Regions from separate parts of the Mus musculus genome. Here regions 2, 3, 4 and 5 are each linked to region 1. The links are chromatin contacts, called in public HiChIP or PLAC-seq and promoter capture Hi-C maps. All regions are on one chromosome and are shown on one strand. The core of a region is the stretch at or near the end of the contact, and the rest is flanking DNA. Distances in the headings are between cores, read along the strand shown. Region 1 holds the start of Lbp (lipopolysaccharide binding protein). Region 2 overlaps Rprd1b (regulation of nuclear pre-mRNA domain containing 1B). Region 3 holds the start of Arhgap40 (Rho GTPase activating protein 40). Region 4 overlaps Gm34458 (a long non-coding RNA gene). Region 5 holds the start of Tgm2 (transglutaminase 2, C polypeptide).

What was found. Promoter capture Hi-C pulls out the DNA fragments that hold promoters and counts their contacts. HiChIP or PLAC-seq counts read pairs in DNA pulled down with a chosen protein or histone mark.
Region 2: a promoter capture Hi-C map of liver shows a contact between it and region 1, with 2.0 times the contacts expected there. The contact joins the enhancer-like site here to the promoter of Lbp in region 1. A contact is called at or near these places in 5 of 39 promoter capture datasets (the 3T3-L1 cell line, 3T3-L1-derived adipocytes, embryonic stem cells and 2 more), 1 of 484 Hi-C or Micro-C datasets (bone marrow-derived macrophages) and 1 of 115 datasets of contacts at active chromatin or transcription factors (bone marrow-derived macrophages).
Region 3: a contact with region 1 is called in a FOXA1 HiChIP or PLAC-seq map of pancreatic cancer cells. The contact joins the promoter of Arhgap40 here to the promoter of Lbp in region 1.
Region 4: a promoter capture Hi-C map of liver shows a contact between it and region 1. The contact joins the enhancer-like site here to the promoter of Lbp in region 1. A contact is called at or near these places in 1 of 39 promoter capture datasets (liver), 1 of 484 Hi-C or Micro-C datasets (liver) and 1 of 115 datasets of contacts at active chromatin or transcription factors (pancreatic cancer cells).
Region 5: a FOXA1 HiChIP or PLAC-seq map of pancreatic cancer cells shows a contact between it and region 1. The contact joins the promoter of Tgm2 here to the promoter of Lbp in region 1. A contact is called at or near these places in 4 of 39 promoter capture datasets (embryonic stem cells, liver and stem cell-derived epiblast-like cells), 2 of 115 datasets of contacts at active chromatin or transcription factors (liver and pancreatic cancer cells) and 2 of 9 other capture datasets (adipose tissue and liver).

Annotation. Positions count from the first base shown.
Region 1 is chr2:158,304,232-158,308,347 of GRCm38.p6, reverse strand. It overlaps Lbp (lipopolysaccharide binding protein), which reads right to left and starts at 1,855. Exons shown (of 15, transcript NM_008489.2): 1 at 1,555-1,855. The coding sequence starts at 1,678.
Region 2 is chr2:158,056,429-158,060,544 of GRCm38.p6, reverse strand. It overlaps Rprd1b (regulation of nuclear pre-mRNA domain containing 1B), which reads right to left. Exons shown (of 7, transcript NM_001291134.1): 6 at 1,718-1,893. Among named protein-coding and RNA genes, the nearest start is that of Rprd1b, 30 kb to the right of the region's middle. Within about 2 kb of position 1,769, at least 31 of the 459 cell types and tissues checked have an H3K27ac peak or open chromatin away from gene starts, as enhancers often do. A contact at or near this core is called in liver, where this site is marked.
Region 3 is chr2:158,511,029-158,515,144 of GRCm38.p6, reverse strand. Arhgap40 (Rho GTPase activating protein 40) reads right to left here and starts at 2,349. Exons shown (of 15, transcript NM_001145015.1): 1 at 2,207-2,349. The coding sequence starts at 2,340.
Region 4 is chr2:158,111,623-158,115,738 of GRCm38.p6, reverse strand. It overlaps Gm34458 (a long non-coding RNA gene), which reads right to left. Exons shown (of 2, transcript XR_001783529.1): 2 at 2,914-3,580. Among named protein-coding and RNA genes, the nearest start is that of Gm34458, 8.4 kb to the right of the region's middle. Within about 2 kb of position 1,793, at least 105 of the 459 cell types and tissues checked have an H3K27ac peak or open chromatin away from gene starts, as enhancers often do. A contact at or near this core is called in liver and pancreatic cancer cells, where this site is marked.
Region 5 is chr2:158,143,990-158,148,105 of GRCm38.p6, reverse strand. It overlaps Tgm2 (transglutaminase 2, C polypeptide), which reads left to right and starts at 1,714. Exons shown (of 13, transcript NM_009373.3): 1 at 1,714-1,815. The coding sequence starts at 1,806.

The sequences.
Region 1 (4,116 bases), core at 606-3,105:
CAGGGCTAGAATCCTGCCTGTGGCAGTTTTCTAACCAAGTGGCTTTGAACAAGTTCCCAGGCATCACTTTCTCATGGGCGTTATGGAGCCCAGAGCCTGGCCTGTCGAGCAGAAAAGGCGCTCGCAGCTCGTGGCTGGCATACAGTAGATGTTCAGTTAATGCCCAGAACAACAAAGGAGGGTTAATGTTACTAAAAGTGTGGAAAGAACCACACAACCAGCACTGGGTGCCCACACTTGGCACATGTGCCCAGGGAATGGGGCAGAAGACAAATGTCCCTGACTTGGGGTTCCCAAACAAATGCTATTTGTGGCCCCGCTCTGTGTCCTGATAGGAGTCTGCACCCAGCCAGGCAGTGCACACAGGTCACTAGTGACATCCATTTTCACCCTTTTCAATGAGACCTCCTCTTTAGGGTGTATATGGCAGGATCCCTCTGATGGAACGACACCCTTTGTCCCTGGCTAGTTCTTATTGCTGGTTCTACTTTGCCTCCCCCTGGAAGCCCTCCCTGATTTTCCCTTCTGTCCATAGCCTGTTTTAGATCCCACTATCCCTACTCAACTGAAGCAGTGTTATGACCTCCATTAGATTAGGCAATGGAGGCTCTACCGAAGTGATAGGTCTGGGCTGTACAAACATCCCAGCTCCCTCACCCCTTGGACACGATAATTCTGTGTCACTCTCAGTAGCTTGTTAAATACCTTTTCTTAGTTTGTCAAGTTGGATCAAGCCTGGTGTTGCAGAAATGGAACCCAGGCTACTTTAGGAGGCTGAGGCAGGAGAATCACAAGTTCAAGACCTGCCTTACCTATAGTGTGAGTTCAAAGCTAGCCTGGGTAAGTTAGGGAGTTGCTGTCCAAAATTCAAAAACAAAAAAGAGAAGGTGCAGCTGCGGCCATAGCTCTGTGATGAAGTACCTGCCTAGCATGTGCAATTCCCAGGACAGCAATACATGAACATTTAAAAAGGAAGGGAGGAAGGAAGGAAGGAAGGAAGGAAGGAGGGAGGGAGGGAAGTTGGGAGTGACATGCATAAAGGTACCTAAGGAGTGCTCACCTTGAAGCAATCACTGATCAATAAGTTTTAATGTTTGGTAAGTCACATGACTGCCACTCAGATGCCAAGGGGGCACATCCCATCCCCGTCCGTAGCCTTGCTTGGCCCTCCCAGTCTCTAACTGCCTTCACTTAGGATTTGTGGTTTTAGGTGATGGTTTCAAATTCCACCAAGACTCTTCCAAAGAACTGGTTCCAGCTGCTGTGTGGGGCTGTTTACCTCGGCTGTCTGCCTTCTCTTCCCAGCCTATCTGCCCACTGCTACCTGCTTATCTCTCTTACCTCCTGCTTCAGCTGCTGGACCCCAAACCTTCCCCCCAGCCCTCAAAATACAAGCTATGGGCTGAGGTCACATATCTGGAGAGTGACCAGCCAGATGGCAGCTATTGCCACATACCCGTATAGCAGACTCCCTACCAGAGGGACAATGCCCTTCACATCCAGGCTGTGCCTGGTGTCCCGCCTCCTTGGCCAGCCTATATTATGGCTTCTTACCGTAGGCCAGGCCCTTGTCGGTGATCCTGGCCACCACACCGGGGTTGACACCGCCAGTTCCCTGTATGGACAGGAACAGCAGCCCCAGCAATGTAGAGAGCAGAGGTCCAGTCCCAGCCTTCATCCTGGATGCTCCGTGGGGGAGTGAGGACTGTGACAGAGTGGGCTGGCTCTGGTGTTCTTAACTAGTCAAGGCCCAGGGCTAGGGGGCGGTTCTTGAGGGAGGGCGGGCTCCTGGGAGCAGGAAAGAGAGGCCCAGGGAAAGAGAGGCCCACTGACTGGAACCCTCTTGCGACACCACAGGGGTGGGAGGTGGGGGGTGGGGGAGGGTCATTGTTGTGATCACTGCACAGGTTAGGAGGGCAGGCCTGGTGCCAAGGGGATAAGCCACTCCCATTCTCCCCTGCATGGAGAAGGGGGAAACCCCACACTCTCTGGAGGTTCTGCATTGCCTCTGCCAACCTTCTTGACTCTCTGCTAGGAAGGCCTGGTGTCACAGACAGGAATTTGAGGTTCACTCAGGGTCACAGCCCAGCCCATGAAAGCAGGAAGGAAAAGTAGGATTGTCTTCCCCTGCTCTCCGTTCTTTTAACTGTTTGTTTAAATAGGGACTTCTCCTCCCAACCTTGCAATGGGATAGCTGTCTGAACAGCAGCTTGGCATATCTTTCCAGCACCACGCCAAACCAAACACCACCCGAAAGCTCTCAGAACATCCTGATGCCCCATGACCCTAGCTGGAACTTGCTGTACATAACAGTCCGAGTTCTAATGTGTCAGCTGCCTTGCGCTGCATGACCCGGGCAGAGGAGTGAGCACCGGCTAAGGCGGCAGGGGAGAGGGACGGTGCCTGTCTTCTGAGAGTTGGGCTTGGCCGTGTCACCCTTCCAATTCTGCTTTCTCTTTTACCTTTTGTGAGGATCACGTGTGCCCCGTTTCCCTGCATTCTAGAAAATTCTTCTGTTTCTCTTTTCTTTCTCTCTCTCTCTCTTCCTTCCTTCCTTCCTCTCTCTCTCTCTCTCTCTTTTTTTTTTTTTGAGATGGGGGAGGGGGGTCTTCCTATGTAGCCCAGGTTGGTCTTGAACTCTTGATCCTCTTCAAGCCCTTTCTACTTTCCCAGTGCCAGGATTCTAAATGCAGCTTATGATAAAGATGTTGCCCGATAAGCACTCTAAGGTTTACAGAATAGAGAGCCTCAGGGACCCTCGCACTACACCAGAGCATGCAGTGCCTGTCCTCTTTAGCCTTTCCTCCTGAGTATAAACTAACACAACTCCCCTGAACTGCCCCGAGGGTTGACACGGAAAAGCCCTAAGCATGTAAAGCTAATGCACGCAGGAGGCAGAGGCTCTGTGGAATAATACTAAGGCATGAACAAAGCACCCATGCATGTGAGGCCAAACTGAAGCGCTCCACAGCCAGAAAGTAAGAGGAAAATAAAAGTGACTCACACCCAGGGCCATGAAAACTGCGAGAAATGGGTAGCCTTCCTGCCCACAGTCTAGTCTGTTCTCTCCCTGTGAAACCTCTTTGTGTTGAACATGTTGAAGCTTTGAGGGTTAGAGCTCCCTGGACTATCCAGGTTGCCAGCCCTTGAATAAACCTGAATAAATCTCACCTGCCAGCTCTCATCTCTCAAGGACCAGCTTCCAAGAGGCAGAGGGCAGCATCTGGGTCTGGTTTGGTGACAAAACTGCAGGAATAAGTGGGACTTGCCATTCCTAATGACACTATTGAAGGGCTCTATGCCTTTGGTCAAAGTCAAAATTGTCAAGAAGTTATGGAGGGCTGTCTCTGCTTAGGAGGGAGGATTGTGGGTATTTGTGGCTCAAGATCTAACTGTGTGGTAGAATGAGTTCTCAGCACACACAGGACATGTAACTCTGTAGCTTACTGGGCACTGAGATGTGGTCCTGGAGATTTGTATGTTTGTAGTAAGTAAAGATAATAAAATTCCAAAGCAGAAAACAAGATTTACAGTAGGGATGGGCCTGTGTTTTCAGCTTTTGCCCATAATTTCCAGTAATTTCAAACTTTGTTCCACCCTTGGCTCCGGGAACCCTTCCCTGACCACTCCCGTGTTTTCCTGAGATCCCAGAGTCCCTTGCACATCTTCCCCAGCGTGACATTAACCACATTCTGCTTTGTGGTAACAGAGGTCACTTAGAAACATGCTTGCAGATTCTTCGCTCCTCTTCATCAAAAGTGAAGACTGGGGCTGGAGAGATGGCTCAGTGGTTTAAGAGCACTGGCTGCTCTTCCAGAGGACTAGGGTTCAATTCCCAGCACCCACATGGCAGCTCACAGTCATCTGTTCACACCGGTCCCAGGGGATCCAGTGCCCTCTGCTGGCATCCTCAGATACCACACACAGATGGTGCACAAGACATAATAGATACAGGAAAAATAATTATACATATTAAAACATTTTCAAAAAATTAAAGATGGAGCCTGTTCACTTCCCATGAACTTGGGGTGCCTCAGTAACTTCATCAGACTGAATGGGAAGGGAATAATGATGTGACACGCAGGAAAGACTGGAGGCAGTGGGGTACTGTGTGCA
Region 2 (4,116 bases), core at 520-3,019, 250 kb after region 1:
AATCTTAAATTCAGAAGAGCAGACTGTTCATGTCTGCACGGATAAAGAGCTAATGCCATACCTCAGCCTTTTATATTTTATCTAGACATTTGCTTTTTAAATTGCAGCAAACTTCATTTTATTTTCACAATGAATGGTCCAGCCCAGCCAGCTGGTTGATATGGTTTGGGACAGGAACCCTGAGCTCTAACTGCCTTGCGATGCCAGGATCTTCCTCCTCCATCCTCAACAATGACATGCTATTCGGTGAACTAGCAACAATAAAGCTGCCAAAGCTACAAAATGACTGACCTCTGATCTTCTGTACCTCATAACTTCTTGGGGTATCCAGTAAGCTACCTATTCTGCAAAAGCCCAGCCCTATCCCCCATCCGACAGATACCTAATTATAAATGGGGAAGAAACAGAACGAAGGGTTAACTGGCTCTACAACAGTCTCCTTCTCAAAGACTGTCCTCTATGGTGGCTGGCCACGTTCTACCCAACAACAGCTGCTCATGATAATCAATGTCTGACAGATCAGAGAAAGCCCTTAATGTGTCGCCAAGGGGCAGTTCAACAGATGGCACGATGACTTACAACCAGAATCATTAATTACAATCTCTTATTAGTCCCAGGGTACAGTGAAAATGCTTCCTCAGTGAAAGATGAGCGCTGCAGATAAATGGCCGTCTGCTCCTGCTGATGAAGTTCCCTTTAGGACTTGTGGTCAGTGCTGAATCTACATGAAAGCCACACTACTGTTCAGCTGTCTCCTATCTGCCACACTCAAGCTGGCCAGGCGTTTGAAGTCCCCCGCACCTCTAGCCATTACAACTCCCATAATCGTTGTAGGGAAGGATATGGTACTGCCTCTCCAGTCAGCTGACTGTAGAATGGTGAATGCCTATCACTGGAGCTAGCTCAGTATTCCCTCCCTCTGTGCCACAGAACTTTTCCCCACTGGAAGAAGGGTGGTCTTCTACTCCCTTGTCTACTGAGGAGACTCTCTGAGGCGTTTCCTGTGGTCATTATGGCTTCTCCAGCTCAGCCCCACTGCTCCCTTCCTAGTCTTTTCTAAGTATCTTTTACACAGAGAGAAGAAACAAAGCAGCAGCTAAGAAATACAGACTAACAAGAGGGACAGGAAACCGCAGACAGCCACACTGCTGGCTCTGCTCCCCAGGGAAAAGAAGGTAAGCTGAATTAAGAAGCCAGACAGTGAGGGGACGACTCCAAACCCCTCCTTGCTGGAGACACTGAGGAACATGGCCTCAACTCAGGAAAAATGAGTTCCTGCCCAACATTTGAGTCAGGCTACATAGCAAGATTAAACTTTTAAAATATGTACAGGTAGGGCTTGCAGGCAGGTGCATATGCCAGAAGTAAACGTCAAAACAATCCAGATTCCCAAATATAACCAATTAAGTATCCTTTGGTTTTGCTACCCCAACTACCTCAATTTATAATTCCTTAACTGTAACACTACACTGAAGCAATTTTACGATCCTAAATGCAATGACTAAGAGGCCCCGGTTTTCACAATATGAATTTTTCTTTCCTGAACATAAAAAAAGTTGACTTTGACTTCTATCGAGGCTCTGGTAATTATGGCTACTGGATGAATGCTCCTGTCTCGTTTGTTTTCAGAGGATAAAAAGGTTGATCCAGGAATAACATGAGATTGGGAGGGGGGGGGGCAGTTCAGGCAGTCGGATCTGCCCTGCAATGTACTCACTTCTAGTTTTTTCTCTTTTTCTGACAAAACCTCTTTCTGGTTCTGGGTGTATTCCACCAGCATCCGAGCCAGCTGGCGCCGGTCTTCCAGTTCCGCTGCCAGGCGCCCGTTATATTCCGCTAGTAACAGACATGCTTCATCTACTGTTTTTGAAAGACGTTCAGCTGCCTCTTTGTCTGAGTACAAATAGGAGCAGAAAACAGAGACAACATACAAATCACATAGGTATGATTGCAAACATTCCTGAGAGAAGGTTCAGAGTCCAAGAAAAAAACCAACAGTGTTGGTTAGCCAAGAATCCACAGGCACCAACTCTGTCAAGAAGATGCATTTCTGAACTACCTGAAGTGAGAGACAACTGGACAGGGCGGGAAAGCTGGCAGGCTGAAGAGCTTCCAGCAAAAACTCTCCAAACAAAACCAGCAGAAAAGTACTCAGAGTCATCTGTGAAATGATTTCTCTTGCCTCTGAGATGAAGTATGTTTGCTTATATTACTACATTAAGAATACTTTCCCTACTGTTCTAAAGAAGCACTCACGTCTTAGATGTACAGAGACTGAGAGAAGACAGAAGTTTTGTGAGAGCTTCAGAATGTGATCTTAGAAGCTGATCTGCAGGACTCTGTCCACCAGAGAAAGAGAGCCTAATACCTAGTACCTAGTACCTGGGAACAAGCTTGTCTCCTGCACTTGAAAAAGCAGGGCCTTTCAAGTGTGCATAGACATGACCCACGGTGGAAACAGTTTGTAAAAACACAAACAAGCAGCAGCATGTATGGTAGCACACACACATAGGAGGGCTGCCACCAATTCCAGTCAGCCTGGGTTCTATAGCAAGATCCAAACAGAGAAGGAAAGGAGAAAAAATTAGCCTTTTCTTACGATGTGTTGTATTTTCAAAGTGCTGGTCATCATGGACCAGACTGATTTCATGTCTGAATAATGGCAGTCACCTACACGTTAGGAACAGAAAAAGAACAAACCCTGAAGTGTAAGGACGGGTATCCTGGGAAAGAAGTGGTAACAACACTGGTGTAGCAAATTCGCAAAGACAAGGAAGAACTTAGATCCATAAAGAATGCTGCAACTGTGTGGTGGTGGCAGAAGTGTAAATACATGCATCTTGCTTTAAAAAGGTATTTTGGAGGGATGAAGAGATGGCTTAGTGGTTAAGAGCACGTATTGCTGTTGTAGAGAACATGGGTTCGGTTCCCAACACCTACATCAGGTAGCTCACAATCCAGAGAGTCCAATGCAATCGACACCTCCATACATGTGTGTGGTACATATAAATTCATGCAAGTACACACATACACATAATTATTAAAAATAAATAAATAAAATAAAATAAGGCCTTTTGGGTGAAAATAGCAGGTTTATGTTTTGAAACAAAGGACATCAGAGCTGCCAGCAGTTTCAAAGACAATTCAGTGACACAAATCTGAGAGCCCTCAGTATTTTTCAAGGCACTGGAATTTAGGAATTTCCAGCATAGAACAGCCATCTGGTCCTTTCTGGACTCTATGAACACTAGGAAATGAACTGCTGAGGGCTTCCCAACTGGGACCTAGGCCAAAGATCACGCTCTGGCATCAGGGTGAGAGAACAACACACACTTGGGAGGGGGTAAACAAGACAAGGTGGGACAAGGGAATGTGCCAGAGGGCAGGGGACCAGTGCAGTGCTCCAGACTGGCGGTGCTGCCTGCGAATAAGCTTGAGTGTGGCTGCTTTCAGCTTGGTCAGTCCTTGACTATTGATCTCTTTATAACAGTAAGTAATTAAGATGCTAGAGTACCTAGAGGGCTGGGGGGAGGTAAGAAACACCAATTTTTAAGAGATAAGATTTTTTTAAAAAGTCAATTCTCAACTTCAAGAATTTGTATAAGGAAACCAGATCATTTATACAAGTAATTGCAACCCAGAAACATAGCTTGTTTATCACTCAAGAATTCACCAAGCCACACTGGGCTGGAATCGAGATCAGAGTCTTGCTCAGCCATCATCACAGACACTTCCTCCTGCAAGAGAACTTAGACCCACAACTGGGCCGTGTGCTGAGAGTCAGAGATTTGGAACACCCAGGTCTGAATGGGATATCTTCATTTCCCTGCCCTAAGGGCTCTGAGAGCTGTGGGGATGGAGAACACCAATGAAATAGTGTCTTCCAAACGTAACAGGACCCATACATGGATGAACTCAGAGAGACATGCATTGAACCCACATAGGTCCAAGCCAGATGGGGTCCCAGTGCTGAGAGAGGAAGTAGACAAGAGCCCTGACGCCTAAAAACCTCCAAGTGTCAAATGTTTACAAAGAAAAAATATTAGTTTCTCCAATGGAATCTCACTGGACATGCAAACCAAATCACATTTAAGGACAGCAGTACATGGCTAACAC
Region 3 (4,116 bases), core at 1,100-3,599, 210 kb before region 1:
TGGTTTTCAGCTGGGGAACAGTGAAGCCCATTCTCAACAGAGAATCTGCTGTTTAATGTTCATGGTGGGAGCTCACTGTAAAGTACCTTATACTTAATATCATTTTGATGAACAAAACTGTTCAGTATATTGTACATTGGAGAACATGTTTTCAGTGGTAATTTAATTTGTTTTATTTGTGTGAATATATGTGTGTATCTATGTATGGGTGTGTGAGTGTCTGTGTATGGGTATGTGTGTGTGTATGGGTGAGTATATGTATGTGTGTATGTTTATGTATGTGTGTGTGTGTATGTGTATGTGTGTGTGTGTGTATGGATGAGTATGTGTGTGTGTGTATAGGTGTGTGAGCATCTGTGTATGGGTATATGTATTGTGTGTATGTGTGTGTGTGTGTGTGTGTGTGTGTGTGTGCATCTGTGTATGGGTATATGTATTGTGTGTATGTGTGTCTGTGTATGTGTGTGTGGGGGGGTGTGTGAGTGTCTGTGTATGGGTATATGTGTGTGTGTGTATGTGTATGTGTATGGTATGGTGTGTGCATGGGTGTAAATGGATGTGCTCACCCGGGCAGGTCAAAAGTGGCCCTTTGCATTAGCTTCTGCCTCTAATTCTTAAGACAGTGTCTCTTGCTGGACCTGTGGTTCTCAGTGTCTCTGGCTGGCTGGCTGGCTGGCGAGCTGGAGAGATCTACCTGGCTCCACACAGCCCCTGCACACACCACGGCACCTGGCTTTTACCTGTGTGCTTTGGATCTGAACAGAGGTCCTCCTGTCTGCACAGCAAGCACTTCACCCACTAAGCCATCTCCTGGGCCCCTTCACTGGGATTGTCTTAAAAAACTAACAATGCTGGCATGGTGACCTTGGCACCGGCGAGGCCAATGCAGAAGAAAGGTCTCCCAAAAACAGTACAAATAAAACTTAAGACAAGGCTTACATAACCCTGTCGTTTGGAAAGCCGCTGTTCCAAAAGTGAGCACGCCGCTTTTGTTCCCTTCGTATTGTTGTAAGTAAACAAAGGGGAGCTATGAAATTTCACATGCTTAAAGGATCACTCACTGGTTCATCCAGCCACAGCCACTGAGCACATTCAGTGGCCAGACGTTCTCACAGATGGATTAGTATTAATAGACTTAGGGGATTAAGGCAGGGGTGGGAGTAAGAAGAGCCACCTTAGTAGACAGGTTGCTAGGTAGGTTGATAGAGATTATCGATAGGTCGATAGAGGGATGGGCAGACGGACGGACTCCATAGATGGAGTGATAGGTAATGGATGGCTAGTGATGTAGTTGTAGATTAGAACAATGGGATGAATGTATAGATGGAATGAATGTAAAGATACATAGAATAATGGAGGCCCCTCAAAGATGTCTGCATTTAATCCCCAGAATTTGTGACTCTGCTCTGGGTGTTCTGGCTGTGATTGTTTGGGTCCTCAAGATGAGGGAGAGCCCGGACCATCTGAGTGGGTCCAAGGCTATTACTGATGTCACCCTGTTAGTGGCAGAGGCAGGCAGGAGAGGCAATGGGGATGGAAGGGTAGGTCATAGCCAAGAGTCAGAGGTGCTCAGTGGTGGCATTGCATATGGGGAGGCTAAGAGCCAAGCAACATATGGGCCCTTAGCATCTGGGAAAGGAAGCCTCGTCCCCTGAGAGCCTGGTAGTGGAGAAAGAGTCCTTGGTTTGGGGAATCTCAGCACACTGGATTCGAAGATAGTAACTGTTGTTTGATGACTCCGAACAGCAGTATCAGGAAGCCAACACATCTGACAGACTGACCAGGGCAAAGTGGACAGACAAACAGGTTTCACCTGTTGAGCCCATTTCCCTCTGATGGGACAGAGCCCCCACAGTTCCCCCACAGGCACTCAAGGAATATGTTTTGTGGCACAAAGGTTTATCCGTATGAGTACCACTCCCTGCCAGTTGCCCCATCTGAGAGTTCCAACCCCGCTTCCTGAATCTCTTCCTGGGGAAGGACCACATCCAGTCTCCAGGGGCTCAAGCCGAAATGTGTGTGGCAGGAGCCGTAATTATCCATCTAAGAGTGGATTTGCCCAAGCTAGTCCCCAGCATCACTTAGAATTGTTAAGAATCAGGATCAGCCTAAAGGTACTCTCGCCTCACAGAACTGTTGTGAAGTGGCACCTGTTCCTCACACACAGCAGATCCAGTCCTCCCTCCACCACCCTGGACACCAGTACCTGCAGCCCAGGTGGGCCCATCGCCCCGGCTGCCTGGAGATGCGGGCTCGTGGGATCCGGGGACAGGGTGAGGTCAGGGGCAGCAGGGCCAGCCCTTCCATCTTGGCAGCAGGGAGAAGGGACGGCTCTGTCATGGACAGGCACACACAGCTCCTATTGCTGCCTCTGGGACTGAATGAATCACAGTGAGAGTCGGAGGAAGGTGGCAGGGCCTGTGGCACACCCTTCCAAGACACCCCCATATTGAGGTGAGGCTGAGTCAGCCAGAACCGCCCACAGGCAGGTATGTGTGAGCACAGACTTCCTGGCCCTTAGCCAAAACAGAAATAACACAAAAAAGCAGCAGACGTGAAGTAAGCATGTTACACATGCCTATAATCCAGAAGTTAGAAGGTAGCGAAAGAAGGTTGTGAGTTCAAGACCAGCCTGGGCTGGAGAGGTGGCTCAGCAGTTAAGAGCACTGGCTGTTCTTCCAGAGGACTGAACTTCAATTCCCCCGGCACCTGCATGGCAGCTCATAACCATCTGTAACTCCGGTCCCAGGAGATTCAAATGTCCTCTTCTGGCCCATGTGGGCTTTATATGCATATGGTACAGAAATATATGCAGGCAAAATAGCCATACACATTTTTTTTAATCTAAAAGAAAAAGAAAGATTAAAACACCAATCAACCAGCCAAACACACTTGCACCAGACATAAAACATGCTATTGGGGTGGGCACTCTCATCTCCCACAGCCTTCCCAGTTTCAAAACCAAACCAAAAGGAACAAATAAAGCTAGTGACTGGTGGTGACCCAGGCCTTCACCTTGGCTTAGTCCCTTCCCATAAGCCTCTGGGAGCTGTAGTCCTACATATGGAAAAAAGGGACCACAGGAGCTCTAACTTGCAGGTAGTCCTTGCTGGCTCAGTCAGACCATGCAGATGATCAGCTGACCATCTTCCCAACACTCCATCCTCAGAAGGAGACAAAAGAACCACCTTCCAGGAACGGAGAGGAGATGGGAGTCCCACTGCTGCCGAGGCTCCTCCCTGTGTATAAAGTGAATCTGCATGGAGGGCATGCTTGAGGCTGGCACATGATGAGGGTTCAATGGAGCTTTGTGTGAGAAACACAGTAGGTGCTCAGTGAAGGATGGACGCATAGGTGGGTGGGCAGGAAGTGGGTGGATGGACACACATGTGGACAGACGGATGGATGGATGGACAGTCAGATGGATGAAGAATGAGGGGTGGGATGAGAAAATGGCTGAATAAGGGGCCAGAGAGACACAGCACCTGTTCTTCCGTGGGCTGGAGTTGCAGTTCCCAAGGCTCACACTGATTGGACCACTACCACCTTCAACTCCAGTTCCAGGGAATCCAATGCCCTCTTCTGGCCAGCTTGGGCATCTGCACATGCATGATGTACATATGTATACACACACACACACACACACACACACACACACACACACACACACACCTTAAGAAAATGGCTGCCGGGCGTGGTGGCACACGCCTTTAATCCCAGCACTCGGGAGGCAGAGGCAGGCGGATTTCTGAGTTCGAGGCCAGCCTCGGCTACAAAGTGAGTTCCAGGACAGCCAGGGCTATACAGAGAAACCCTGTTTTGAAAAACCAAAAAAAAAAAAAAAAAAGAAAATGGCTGAGTGAGAGGGATAACTAGGAGGACCTTTAAGTGAGAGGATGGGCGGACAGACGGACGGGTGAGGGGAGACTGTCTGGGGCGGGGGCGGGGGAGAATGGGACACAGCAAGCCCCAGTGAAGTTATAAATCAGCGAGCCACTGGGGAAGAGTGAGTGGACGCAGAAGTGAACGCCAACTGAGGAAGCTCGGGCCGACTCAATGACTAACCTAGAACCACAACGCCAGCTGCCAGGAGAAAGCAAGAGTGAGCGCTCAGCC
Region 4 (4,116 bases), core at 544-3,043, 190 kb after region 1:
TACCCACCACCAAGGCTGATGACTGAATGCAAGTGGCAGAAGGAGAGGACCAACTCTTGGAAGTTGTCTGTGTTCTTCACATGCACGTGCATACACTAGATGGATGGATGGATGGATGGACGGACGGACGGACAGACAGACAGACAGACAGACAGATAGATAGATGATAGATAAATGATAGATAGATAGATAGATGAATGATAGATAGATAGATAGATAGATGATCGATATGTGATAGATAAATGTAACTTTTATTTATTATTTGGTAATTTCTTACTACTATTACTATTAGTTGCTGAAAGAAAGTGCAGAGGCAAGCTAGTCTGGTTAATCCTCCCTTATGTTGCCTGCTGGCAGATCCTTACCAGAGACCAGCCAGCAAAGGACTCTGGGAAACTCCTCCGGAAAACAGAGGTGGTCAGGCAAGGGAAAGGATGAGCTGGGTGGGGCCTCCTGTCATTGACTCTATCCGTCAGCCCCATGTGCAGAACTCTTACTCAGCTTCCAGAACGCAGCTCCAAGGAGGGCCCCTCTCTGAGGCGTTCCTAGGCTGCTGACAGATGCTTCGGCCTCTGCACATCTTAGGCAGATGTTTATGCAGGTGACAGCTGGGGCTATGAACAGTCATTTCTGCACCTGCCTGAGTTCTGAGTGCTCTGGGGCAGGGACAGACTCACAGCAAGAGGCTCCTGGGAAAACTCAAGGCTGCCAACTCTAGCTCGATGCCTGCCTGTTCACTCCTAACACAGAGGGACCAACCTGACCCAGCCAGCTCTGCTGTATATAGCTCAGCTGGCTTGAACCTCTTCTCTTGTTTACCCCACCCCCAAATAAATACATCTACTTAGTGCTTGTTCCATGTGATCAAAGAACACACCCTCAGCGTCAGGGTGAAGGCTGAGCTAGAAAAGTGCCTGTCACACAAGCGTGAGGTCCTGAGTTTGAATCCTCATCACGCACACACAGAAGCTAGGCACACAGCACCCAAGCTCATAGTCCCAGCACCGAAGGATGAAACTAAGCAGGTGAGACATGTGGATCTTGGGGCCAGCCAGTCTAGCTAAATCAGTAAAATCTGGGCTCAGTGAGAGACCCTGTCTCCAAAAAATATATAAGCTGGAAAGCCACTGAGGAAGAGAGCTGTTGACCTCTGGTCTCCATGTGCATATATACATACATATATATATATATATATATATATATATATATATATAGAGAGAGAGAGAGAGAGAGAGAGAGAGCAGTCCATTGTCTATTTAGAATACAAACGTTTCAATAAAAGCTTAGAGAAATAGAGCCGTTTGCACAGGACAGATGCCTGTGGCTTCCATTGTGAGTCTTCAATGGCAAGGCAGAGTGTCTCAAATGTGCTTATATGGCACGTTCCTAAGTCTTCCTCTGGGATTTTAGGAACCCTAAAGGTTATGCCATTTTACCTATTTGTAGATACAGAAACAGAGGGACAGAGAGGTTAAGCAATTTGCCCCAAGTCACACAGCTGGTAGGTTGCAAAATTGAGCCTTGGTCTACACAGGCAGCTATGTCCAGCACAGAGCGTGGTGGAGAAAGCCCTGTTCCTCCCAGGACTCTTCCTGCTTACCAGGGACTGGGACTTCTGGGATGGAGACCTTCATACATGCCTGGCAGCGTCATGGAATAGGGGGTGTTGGGTTCATCTTCCCACCCCCAAAAGCTTCTTTCCTTTCCAGCTGCTCTTGTTTACCTAGGGTGCCTGCCAGCTCACCCCTCAGCCTCCTGCCAAGCCTGGAATTTCAGAACGCTGATGAAGTCCAAGAGGGAGGTTGGGGCGGAGCCAAGCCAGCGCCTCCTCTAAGTACGTTTACCTTGGGGCTGGGGCAACCAGGAACCCAGTCAAAAGAGCCAGAGGACATGTAGACGGGACAAAGAAAACATTTGTTCAGAAAGCCAGCAAACCAAAGATGGAGGAGGTATCTTCACACAAGACCACTGTGCCTGGGATGCGGGCAGGGAACAGAGGGCCCTGTGAGCAGTTGGGGGTGGGGTGAGCCTTTCTCCTGAGCGGCCTTATCTGCAGGCCACTGGGTATTCTGGGTTCAGCACTTCTACAGAAAAGTTACTGATTAGAGAAATGTGTGACTTGTGTCTCTTGGGTTCCTTTACTGGCAAATGTTTATTCAATAATTAACTTATTGGGCCCCAAAAGGCTTTCTCCAGAGGACAAGGAAAGGGAGAAGCCACTTTAGAAGCCACCGGGAGGAAAAAAGAGAAGTCATATAAGTCGCCATTAACAGCCAGGCCAGGGGTTGTTAAGCACAGGTCTGAGCAGATATTTAGGGACCATGAACACCATGAAGCCCGTGGGTTCTGTGTCAAGTGGGAAAAGAAATAAGCCATCAAAATGAGAAGCTGTGCCCACGGAAGTCGTGTCCAGCCTTGAACAGGACCAGACTCTCAGTGAGTGTTGAGAAAATTTACAGACACAAAAAGCTGCTCTGTAACTCTGTTCCCATGAATCCACAGCTACTGTCAGAGCCGTGGAATCTCAGGTCACAGACTTACCCAAGACCCAGCAGTTAGAGAGGAGTTGTCCCACCGCTCTCTGAAGAATGGCCTAAAGAGAGGAGGGGAGAGGATGTGGGGAGGACAGGAAAGGGGCAGGCTTGTTTCCAGGACCCTGGACATTGGAAGCCTTGGGTTTATCCACACACTGTTTCCCCATTAGTAGCCTGAGAAAGTCAGGCTCAGAAGACCAAAGTGATAAGTAAGGAGTTTTTCGTACTTATTGTATGAACCAGAAAATCCATGAGAAAAGCACCCGTGGACACAGAAAGATGTTCAGTGATGTTGTCGGTGCCGTCATCCGCAGGAGAGAAAAAGTGAAAGCAACCCACCTGCCCACTAACTTAATTAAGAGACCAATAAACTATGCTGTATGGACCATGGAGTATTACTTGGCAGTGAAAAGGAACGAAGCCCTGATACACGCTACAGTAAGGACAGAAATAGGCTAAGTGGAAGAAAACAGAAACCAAAGCTGTCAGAATGTGTGATGCACCTATAGAGAGGAAGGAGACAGGTGGCTGCCTGGGCCTTGAGATGCGGAGGGATGGGGAGTTGGAACTAGGGGATTATGGGAATTCTGTAGACTGTCTTCATGGGTGCAGTTGTCTGGACTGGAGGCCATTGAACTAACTTGTACGGCATGTGAGTTCTATCTCAATAAAGCCATCTAAATGATTAGTATGAGCAGGGGAAGGGAGAAGGCTGAGCTGAGAGCCGCAGCCTGGGTTCTGTCTGGGGGATTTGCTTGGGCATGCTCAGTAAACATCCCATTCCCTTCCGGCTTCTTTGTTTTGTGAAATGAGGGAGCAGAGAGGAGGTGGTGCCGTCCGTTTGAGGGTACGGTGCATTCTGTAGACAGTTGTCCGTGATTACGGGTACTCCTGCCCACTGGGTAAAGTCAGAGGGTCCCTGGGGCCTTCGTAAACCCTTAATCGTTCAGTACCATGTCCATTCCAGCCAGCTGCAGGTCACACTTGATCTACACCCTTCACGATGGCTAACGAGCTGCCTCTAGACAGTGTCCTCAGCTGCTGTCCTATAGCAAGAAATATGAAGCATCTTAGTTAGTACATGCCTGTCATCTCGGCTCTGAGGTTAGGCAAGAGGATTGTAAGTTTGAGGCCAGCCTGTGCTACATGGTGAGGCCCTGTCTCTGAAAAAGAAAGTGAAGACAACCAGAGGCAAAGGTCCAGCCTTGTCAGTTTTACATCCACTCCTCCAGACTTGTTCTGGAGCAGACAGACAGACAGACCAAAGGAAAATGCCAGCTAAGTCAGCCAGAGCGGCAATTTACCTTCATTTGCTGAGATTACTCTTTTCACAGAAGGGAAACTGAGGCATGGATGGGCGCAGGATGTGCTTATAGCAAAGAATAAGGGCAAAAGCTGAGCCCACCCCATTTCGACTCTTCTTGGGAGAGATGAGTGGCCACATGGCTAGCTGGCAGAGGTCCCTTAAAGGGGGGCAGTGGCCCTGGGACCCAGGGTGAGATGAACCAAGGAGTTCTGAGTGATTGATATTTCATCTCCCAGCACTCTTGGCTGTGTGACTATGAGGAAGTAACTTGCCCTC
Region 5 (4,116 bases), core at 465-2,964, 160 kb after region 1:
GGACCTCTCACAGTGACCCCCATGCATGCCTCCATTGTACGATGGGTGGGAGATACAATGGTTAAGGGAGGCCCAAGCCACACCACTGTTGGGGAACCTAGACAGGACTTTAAGGAGGAAGGGCTGCCACCATACAAATAGGAACAAAGGGACATGATGGTAGCAAGAGTGACCAGGCCTCCACATCAGCCCTAGGAGGGCTGGCTGTGGGTTCTATGGTAGTCACAGCAGGGGTCTGGATGACTTCATAACATACCTGTTCTCTGAGGCACTTGGGTGGAGACAAGGGTAGGAAGAATGCGTCCTTCTAGGATGGGAAAGGTCAGCGGACACAGCTCTTACCTTCTCTGACAGGGCTGACACTCTTAGGCCAGCCTGGGCTCAAGAGTCCCTAGTGTTGACCACTTTGACTATGCCCCATTCAAACTCATGAGGAATGAATTCTTGTCCTTATTCCTCACAGGATGGAATGGAGGCCCCCAAAGGCGAGATACCTCCCTGAGCCCCTAACTGTCAGGGGCAGCATGCGTAATCAAGAATTGCCTCTTGTCTGGTGGTCACTCGCCAACTCCTCCCTCTGGTCCTTCACCAGTCACAGGGAGCAATTTCTATAACAACTACCATAAAGTGGGGTGACCCCGGGGTCCCCAAGGACTGTATGGGCTTGTCTTGGCACCCTGAGTCACACTCAAATAGAGTCTGGGGGTATCCTCTCAGGTCAAAGCGGCCAGTCATGCAATGTGTTCCAGAAGAAGGGCTAGAGGGATTCACAGGCCTATGCCTTTTCAAGAAGTCGCCCACTCAGGCTCCATGGTGGTAAGGGAGCTTAGCAAGCTGTCATCAGAGAAGCCAGGATGGAGTTGGTCCATGGGAAGGGTCAGCGGTACGGTGGTCCCTGGGCTCTTCTGGCTGTAGTTCACAGTGGGCTAGCACAGGGAGAGGGATGGGAACAGGGATAGGCAAGAGGATGGGCGAGCAATGGGTGGGTGGGGGAATTATCGGAATGAGTGGCTGGGTGGGACAGGAAGGGTATGGGTGTCTGTGGGAGTCCGCGTGCCAGTACCTGCACCCCTGTCTGCCAAGAGTCTATAAGCACCCACATCCAGATACCTACGCATTTGAGGGTTATATGTGGCTTCGTGGAAACCCAGCCCCGTGTCTGGCTATGCCTATGTCCTGGCTCTCTAGGTTTGCAATGTGACTTAATGTGGGATGTTCCTTTAAGCATTGTGTGTCCAAAATTGTTAGTTGATTCTATGGGACTATGTGTGGATCTCTATGGTTATCTGTCGGCTTGGTTGTGTGTGTGTGTGCCTGCTCCATGTGCATGTGTGTATGGCATGTTCATGTGTTTGCATGCAGTATGTGTGTGTATAGTATACATGTGTAGATGGTTTATGTGTATGTATGGATGTGGTATGTATGTGCATACGTATCTGTGTGTGTGTGTGTGTGTGTGTGTGTGTGTGTGTGTGTGTGTGTGGTATATTCATGTATATGTGTGGAGAGGTGCGTGTTCTTGGCCACTGGTTTGGCTTGTGGAGCATATCTCTGTGTCTAGGGTATTGGTCACACGCTCCAGGTGTCTGTTCCGAGGTCGTCCTGTGTCCAGCAGGGGGCGCTCCCGGCAGCCTTAGTTCCCGGACAGACAGCCGGGGGTGTCCGCCCCGCCCCGCCCGGGGCCCGCCCGGCCGCCCGGCCGCCCTGGGCTATAAGTTCGCGCCGCGCGGCTGGTCCGCAGCACCGCGCTGGTGATCCTCGCTTGAGTGTCCCGCTGCGTCTGAGCTGTCGCCGCTAGCCTGGCCATGGCAGAGGGTGAGTGCCTGGGCCGCGGGGAGGTAGAGTCGGGAGCAGGCTGGGCTGTCTCCAAAGCTCCAGAGGAGAGCGACAGGTGGGCCAATGGGAGGCACCTTGCTGGCCCTGAATTGTTGGCCTCAGTTTTCCCCACCCCAGGGCATAGCCGTTAATTCTGCCCCTTGGATGAGGTGAAAATGCTACCCAGAAGGTGTACTGGGAAGGGTGAGTTACTGTCATGGGTCTCCCAATAAGTAGTTAAGAACTGGGTCCCTGCTGTGTGCCAGGTGCAGGGGAGCCACTCAGGGATGCTGGCCAGCGCAGGGGGCACTTGGCTTTTCTCTGTGCCTGGAAAGGGGTACAACTTTCCTGGCTGATTCTGTGGTCTCAATTCCAGCATCTGGTGGAGCGCCACTGAAGCCAGGCCTGCCTGTTCTTTCAGGTCCTCTTGAGCCCTCGTGTTCTCCAAGCCCAGATTCTCCTTGTCCACTTGTTGAAGCTCAGGGTTCTCTGCTGTAAGTTAGGGGCAGTTGGACCAGCCTTGGTACAGCCACAGGGCTGAGAAGAGTGGAGAGGGTCCAGGGTCCTGTTCATTCCCTGCCTGCCTCCTTCACATGTGCTCACATGTGTGCATGGGAAACACTCGGGATCACATGAGTCAGGACTTGTACAATGGAGGATGTTCCTAACACGGTCAGACCAGAATCCCAGCTGACTATAAGGTCAAGTCCATTCAGGGATGGCATCTGCCTGCACTGTGACCTCAGAGAAGGGACATGAGGCAAGAGAGGGGATGTTCAGAGGGACCTGAAGCAAACAGGGAAATTCCAGAGGCCTCGGTCACTCCTTTTTCTGAAACCTCAACAGGCTGTGAAGTGTCACCAAAGGGGCTGCTTATCTGCAAGGCAGTTTTCCATCCCTATCCCCAAAATCTGGGGGACCTCAGAGACAGCCCCGGATTACTCTGCTGGGGCTTCCTCCACCAAGGTTCCCCCTGGCCTCTATGACTCTGAACCCTGGCTACTGCACCCTTCAGCCTGTGTGGGTGGGGTACTCCACCCTGTCTCCCCAGGCCAGGGGATGGTTGCCACCAGGGCTTCTAGAAAAATGGCCTTTTTCCTGCTTGAGCCTTCCAACGTTGAGGATTTTGTGGGTCTGCCCAGCCTCAGTGGCAGTGGCGTTAACTTCTTTGCTGTGGTGTGGTCGGTCATTACCAGGCACCTGCTTTTTGATTTGTAGCAAGGGCCACAGACCTTTCACTTGAGGTGGTTTTTGTAGAAGCCTTCTGTACTTCCAGGATGGTTTCCCTGAATTTGGAACTTGTGCACAGCAGGGGGCCCGGAAACTAGGCTGGAAGACTTTGGGCCAGTCCTCACCCTGGGCCTCAGTGGGATCACATGTCCTTCAGTGGTCTGAAATCTCTGAGAGTGCCTACTCTCTCAAGCAGAAGGACTCCCTAGACCTGACCATGAGCCTGTTCAGACCCCACCCCCACCCCATCCCATCCCACACCTGTCACCTAGTGCTTACCCAGGTCCTCAGCTCCTCCTGGAACTGAAAATAAAACTTCACAGTGCACGCCTCTCTCTGGGGCTGCCTCCCCCCCCTCTTGACTTCTTAGCACCCTTTGAGGTTCACTTGTCTAGGATCACAAAGCAACACAGAGAATGAAAACACAGGTCCTTAATACTCCCGAGCTGTCGTTTTAAAGCCTTTTCTTTTGGAGAAAATTGGGCATCCGTAAAGTAAGGATAGGGTGATACATTGCTGCCCTCACCATCCAACCCACTCCTGCCTCCTGCCCTGTGCTGCTCTGGGGAAGAAAACCTCATGTCATCATCAGCTGTGAGCCTATCAACACATGCATCAGAAATAAGGATCCTCCTCGGAGACAAGTCAGCAGAATCCCCCAGTTCCCCACTGTCACCAGTTCAACTCCCAGCCGTCTGTCTCCTGCTCACAGTAAACGCTTAAAAATCATCTCGTGAAATCGGTCTTAATATCATGGGCAGAGCACCCTCAGTTTCCCATTACAGGGTCTCCTTTCAAACGTTTAGTCTGTTCTTCTTCTTCTTCTTGCATTTGCTATGTTAAGGAAAACAGGTTCCTTTGCTGAAGGTCTCCCAGACTCTGAAATCTGTTGGCTGCGCCTAGTTCCATCCTTGAGCCTGATCCTTAGTCTATGTTATTTCCAGGACATTGAAAGTTAGGATGGCTCAGGCTGTCTTCAGGCAGGAGAAACTGGAGCTTAAAGCCAGGCTGAGCTACATAGTGAGATCCTGTGCAACCAAAGGGGAAGGAGCGGGGGAGGGGGGAAAGAAG